Regions from separate parts of the Pan troglodytes genome. Here region 2 is linked to region 1. The links are chromatin contacts, called in public Hi-C maps. All regions are on one chromosome and are shown on one strand. Each heading gives the region's core, a stretch centred on a gene start, on an enhancer-like site or on the middle of the called end of the contact. The rest is flanking DNA. Distances are from core to core; before and after follow the strand shown. Region 1 overlaps LOC112205572 (serine/threonine-protein kinase Nek4-like). Region 2 holds the start of MAGEL2 (MAGE family member L2).

The links. Hi-C and Micro-C count contacts between places; a contact is called where the count stands out from the background.
Region 2: a Hi-C map of stem cell-derived neural progenitor cells shows a contact between it and region 1, with 4 times the contacts expected there. The contact joins the promoter of MAGEL2 here to the enhancer-like site in region 1. A contact is called at or near these places in 2 of 7 Hi-C or Micro-C datasets (induced pluripotent stem cells and stem cell-derived neural progenitor cells) and 1 of 1 datasets of contacts at active chromatin or transcription factors (stem cell-derived excitatory neurons).

Annotation. Positions count from the first base shown.
Region 1 is chr16:10,767,650-10,770,636 of NHGRI_mPanTro3-v2.0_pri, forward strand. All of the region lies in intron 13 of LOC112205572 (serine/threonine-protein kinase Nek4-like), which reads right to left. Among named protein-coding and RNA genes, the nearest start is that of NPAP1, 97 kb to the right of the region's middle. Within about 2 kb of position 1,707, at least 12 of the 24 cell types and tissues checked have an H3K27ac peak or open chromatin away from gene starts, as enhancers often do. A contact at or near this core is called in induced pluripotent stem cells and stem cell-derived neural progenitor cells, where this site is marked.
Region 2 is chr16:11,543,831-11,546,661 of NHGRI_mPanTro3-v2.0_pri, forward strand. MAGEL2 (MAGE family member L2) reads left to right here and starts at 1,285. Exons shown (of 1, transcript XM_016927769.4): 1 at 1,285-2,831. The coding sequence starts at 1,483.

The DNA of each region.
Region 1 (2,987 bases), core at 457-2,956:
TTCTTTCAACCTTGTACAACTTTTTGTTAAAATAAAAAATGGTATTTTATAATGGATATAGAGGCATTGGGGGAAAAGTTTGACCTTGAAGCCCCCACAATACCTCTCGTAAAACAGGTGCTTAGTTGGAAAAGATAAAAGAGAGTCAATCGAGAATCTTAGGGAAAATACAAACATGATTAAAGAAGTATCCCTTAAAAAATGACAGTAATTTCAGAATTATTGAAAAATAATTCAATTTTTCAGACGAATGCAGAAAAAAGAGAAATGAAAATTAATATTTAAAAGAAAGGGTATAAAATCATGGTCTGTGCAACGTTTATGAAAAGACAGTGTTGCATAAACACTAAGGTATTTTTATGGGAAAAAGAAACAAAACTTAGGTTAAAACAAAGTTAATACGGCCGAGCGCGGTGGCTCACGCCTGTAATCCCAGTACTTTGGGAGGCCGAGGCGAGCGGATCACGAGGTCAGCAGATCGAGACCATCCTGGCTAACATGGTGAAACTCCGTCTCCATTAAAATTAAAAAAATTAGCCGGGCGTGATGTCGGGCGCCTGTAGTCCCAGTTACTCGGGAGGCTGAGGTAGGAGAATAGCGTGAACGCGGGAGGCGGAGCTTGCAGTGAGCCGAGATCGCACCACTGCACTCCAGCCTGGGCGACAGAGCGAGACTCCGTCTTGAAAAAAAAAAAAAAGAAAAAACCAAAAACAAAGTTAATACAGGAGCAAGAACCAAAACAATGATAGGAAGCCTAAAAAGGAAAATGTTTACGGGTAAAACGCAGGTTAAAGGTTTTCTGCGGCACAAACGCCAGATAGGAGACTCCTAGCAGACGCCATAAGCCGAACAGACTCGCCCGGAAACGGAAACGGTGACGGGAGACCAGCGTCATCCACGCCACCGGAGCCGCGCAGGCGCGCAGTGGATCGGCTCCTGCCGGCCACCGTCTTCCCCCTCTGTCATGTGACCTTCCCACAGCGCACTGCGGGCTGTTTCGCTGCGCCGAACAATGGCGCATTTCTTGCCACCATCCCTGTGAGATCGGAGTAGCTGGGCTTTGCGGCACAGCTCGCTCCGACAGACGGTCGGGACCCCGGCCCCGCCACGTATACTTGAGCGAATACGTCCGACATCTATATCACATTAGAAAACATTGAAAGAGTAATAACCAGTTAAGGCTGTAATCTAAGAAATTACATTCATCTTATGAACTGTAGTGCTACCAAAGAGGAGCGTGATGTATATGGAAACACACGGTGCCGGGTTTAATGTGACAGTGCAAAATCAGCTGAACTCGTTTTACAGTCACATCCGAAGTATGATTCCGTGCATAGTAACACACTCCTATACATCCATGTTTGTAAATGAAATCAATTAGCGTAATGGGATTCACTTCGACCTTTTAACCCTTGCGTTAAATGACAGGAAATGTGGTCTTGGGCCAGGATTCCCTGAGTCTTTACTGGGAATGGTTACCAATTGCATTTCACCCCTAACCCCTGCAGCAATTATGAATTATGTTTCAGTTTTTAAACGAATATAAGAAAAATCCTACTCAAATGAACACAGCAGTTCCTGGATGCTGGGCCGCCATCTGTTTTGTTTTGTGTTTTTTTTTTCCTCTCCTGAATTTATTAAAGCTGCCATCAGCCCCCCTTTCTGTTGATGCTAGATGGCGCTGTGAGCACAGGGGTCCCTCATGCCCAAAAACTACAGTATAGCAGGTACTTCTGCAATGCAAGTAAGGAGGGGTTTAGGCGTGAAAGCAATCTATGCTTGGTACTGAAATTCGTTTTCTAGGTGGAAAGTTCCTTTTCTGATTTCCTATTTTTCACAGGGAGGTCCAACTGAGTCAAGAGAAGCTTCTACCTTGAAAATACTAAAATTTTGTGTGGACTCTTTTCCAGGACTTTAGGTTGTCTATTTTCATCACCCATAACTTTTTCTTTGCCAATGCAGGGGCTGAGCCTCAACCCCACATAATTTCTTAAAAATCTAGCCCTGACATAGATTTGTAACTTCCTTCATGTGTTCTGAAATTGCTATTCTTGTGATGCCTCAAATATTTTGACTTGTATACATGTCGTGGTTTCTACATGAATACTAATCATTCTTTTGTCTTTCCCAGCTTAAATTTGCATCGTTTTTCAGCTACTTATTCATGTTTTCAATCTTAAATTACTTCCTGCAGGATACCTGCAGTGACCATTTAAATTAGTGTTGTATGCACATGCATTTTGTGGATTTCCACATAACTATGCAGCCTCTCTAATCTGATTTTTATTGCCTATATGTTCGAATATCAGCTTGACTGATGTCTCAAATATAGGAGAAATGTATGTTTGTTGTTCATTTGTCCATGCCTCACATGTAGCAATATATATACCACATGGTTGTCACTAGATTTTCTTAGTTTGCAAAAATGCATAGGTGAAAATCAACTGTCTTCCCTTATAGCGATAATGAAAAATTGAGCATTGAAGTTAAAATATATTTACAGCAGTATAAAAATGATATTCTTAGAGATAAATCTGGCAAAAATTGTACTCTGGGAATTAGGAAACACTGATGAGATTAGTTTTAAAAGATCTAAATAAATACAGCGATACACTAATTTCATGAATTGGAAGGTCAATATTAAGAGAGCGATTCTTACATTTTAATCTATGCATTCACTAAATCCTCAATCAACATCCCATTATGATTTTTTTTGTAGAAATTGACAAATAGATTCTAAAATTTGTATTAGAAAGTAAAAGTAGAATAGCCAAACACATTAAGAAAAGGAGGAACAATGTTGGGGTACTCACTTTACCTATTTCAAAATTTAATATAATGCAGTATTAGTACAGATAGTGTGCTTTGGTGTAAGGATATATATTTAGATAAATGAAACAGCTTAGCACCCAGAAATAGACCTACACGTATGTGGTTGGTAGATTTTTGACTCATGTTCCAAAGAAATTTAATGGAGAAAGGACAGA
Region 2 (2,831 bases), core at 35-2,534, 780 kb after region 1:
GGGAGTGTGTACATACCTTCCCTTGGGTCCATAAATTACCAAATTTGAGGACCCCTGGCTAAGGGTACCTGGGAAGGAGTGGGGTGTACCCTTCATCATCCTCATCTGCCCCCTGGTGGCACGTTTTGTCACTCTGGACTCCTGCCCTAGGCTGCCAACAGCCTATTTAAACGAAACATCCTTGATATTTAGTGCTTTGTATATTTCCAGAAAGCTTTTCAATTACTGAGATTATCACTTCCTCTCACCATAAAGTTGTATAGCACTGCCCAATAATACTATTGTCATCTGCTTTATCTGTTAATACTTGATTTGTCTCATATTTAAACTGATTTTTGTCACGAGAAGTTTCCCCAGAAATTTTGTTATTCTTTGCCTGTTTTTCCTATATATCCAAATATATCAATTTTTGATCTATTTATATACCCATTTTGTTATCTTCAGGTGTGTTATTTGGTTTTCATTTTTAAAATTTCTTTCCCATTCTGCAGATGAAAAATACTGAGAAAACTACTCTGTTCCTGCATCCGAGCCATTCCACAGGCAGTTTTCCCATACTAAAAATGCTGTCTTCCACTGATTTGTGGCATGTCTCAGTTCCGTGACTTCTTTTCCTCTCTCTCTACTCGCTGCTATTCCTTTTCTCCATGTGTTTCTAACATGCCTGTGTTCTTCAAGACCTAGTGCAACCACATTCCCTCCCACAACTCTATTTTCATGAGGAATAGCCAAGCAGGACTCCCAAGACATCATACAGGAGTGCCTACAGGGTATCTCTCCTTGGCAGTCCCACAGTACCGCAAATGCCCTGTGTCTGCCAATACTCATCAGCCTCTCTTCCCGTGTGCCTCTCCTGGGACCCTAAGAGAGTAACAGTCCCTGCAACTTCCCACTTTCTCCAGGCAGGGACTAGTGTGCCTTTTCCATGTCTTTGACTCCTTTATTCAATTATAATACAGGTATCTGTCTGCTATAACTCCTGGAACTCTCTTATGTAAATGCACTTTTTTCATTCTCCGCCTCACATCTTAGCCCAGACCACACCATCTCCCCCCCGCCGTCTTGGATACCTTCCACGTTTCCAGTGGTCTGCTCCCACTCCACACTGCAGTACAGTGATTTTTCTAAAACATGGATGGGTTCCTGTCACTCCCCTGTGAAAAGTCATCCATGTGGAGTCTGACTGGTCTGCATTTGGGGACTGGACAGAGTGAGAAGGGATCCTGTGTCAGCCAGGACTCCGGTAGACGCCCCTATGCAATATCCACTTGTGGTGGTCGGGGGCGGGGAAGGGGCGGGATTGAGCCCCCTTCCCCCCTCCTCCTTACTGCGGAAAGCTGCGGAGCGAGCAGCACTCACTTCCTATTCAGCATTCAGCAGGGAGGGAGCCTCTGAACAGCCACGTAGGCATTCTCTTCTCTCTGGAGGAAAAGGCCCAGCAGCTGTCCGAGGAAAAGACCCACCAGCTGTCAGCAAAGGGACATGTCGCAGCTAAGTAAGAATCTGGGTGACTCGAGTCCTCCGGCGGAGGCCCCGAAGCCGCCTGTCTATAGCCGCCCTACGGTTCTGATGCGGGCCCCGCCCGCTTCCTCCCGGGCTCCGCCAGTCCCTTGGGATCCACCTCCAATTGACTTGCAGGCTTCATTGGCCGCTTGGCAGGCACCTCAGCCTGCCTGGGAGGCCCCACAGGGCCAGCTGCCCGCCCCGGTGGTTCCGATGACCCAGCCTCCTGCCCTAGGGGGCCCGATAGTCCCGGCTCCCCCGCTGGGGGGCCCGATGGGTAAGCCTCCGACTCCCGGGGTCCTGATGGTGCATCCTCCACCTCCGGGAGCCCCGATGGCCCAGCCTCCGACCCCGGGAGTCCTGATGGTGCATCCTTCAGCTCCCGGAGCTCCCATGGCCCATCCTCCTCCTCCGGGGACCCCAATGTCCCACCCTCCCCCTCCGGGAACCCCAATGGCCCATCCTCCTCCTCCGGGGACCCCGATGGCCCATCCTCCTCCTCCGGGGACCCCGATGGCCCATCCTCCTCCTCCGGGGACCCCGATGGTGCATCCTCCTCCTCCGGGGACCCCGATGGCTCATCCTCCCCCTCCGGGGACACCGATGGCTCATCCTCCCCCTCCGGGGACACCGATGGCTCATCCTCCCCCTCCGGGGACACCGATGGCTCATCCTCCCCCTCCGGGGACACCGATGGCCCAGCCTCCAGCTCCGGGAGTCCTGATGGCCCAGCCTCTGACTCCGGGAGTCCTGATGGTCCAGCCTGCTGCTCCGGGAGCCCCGATGGTCCAGCCACCTCCAGCAGCCGTGATGACCCAGCCTCAGCCTTCAGGAGCACCGATGGCCAAGCCTCCAGGTCCAGGAGTCCTGATGATTCATCCTCCAGGTGCGAGAGCTCCGATGACCCAGCCTCCAGCTTCAGGAGCACCGATGGCACAGCCGGCGGCCCCACCTGCACAGCCGATGGCCCCACCTGCACAGCCGATGGCTTCTTGGGCCCCGCAGGCTCAGCCTCTGATCCTGCAAATCCAGTCTCAAGTTATAAGGGCTCCTCCGCAGGTTCCCCAGGGCCCGCAGGCACCCCCAGCGCAGCTAGCCACACCCCCGGGCTGGCAGGCGACCTCGCCAGGATGGCAGGCCGCGCAGCAAGGCTGGCAGGCCACTCCCCTGACCTGGCAGACCACGCAGGTCACCTGGCAGGCACCAGCCGTTACCTGGCAGGTGCCGCCGCCCATGCGCCAGGGGCCCCCGCCCATCCGTCCTGGCCCACCACCCATCCGCCCTGGCCCACCACCGGTGCGACAGGCCCCACCGCTGATCCGCCAGGC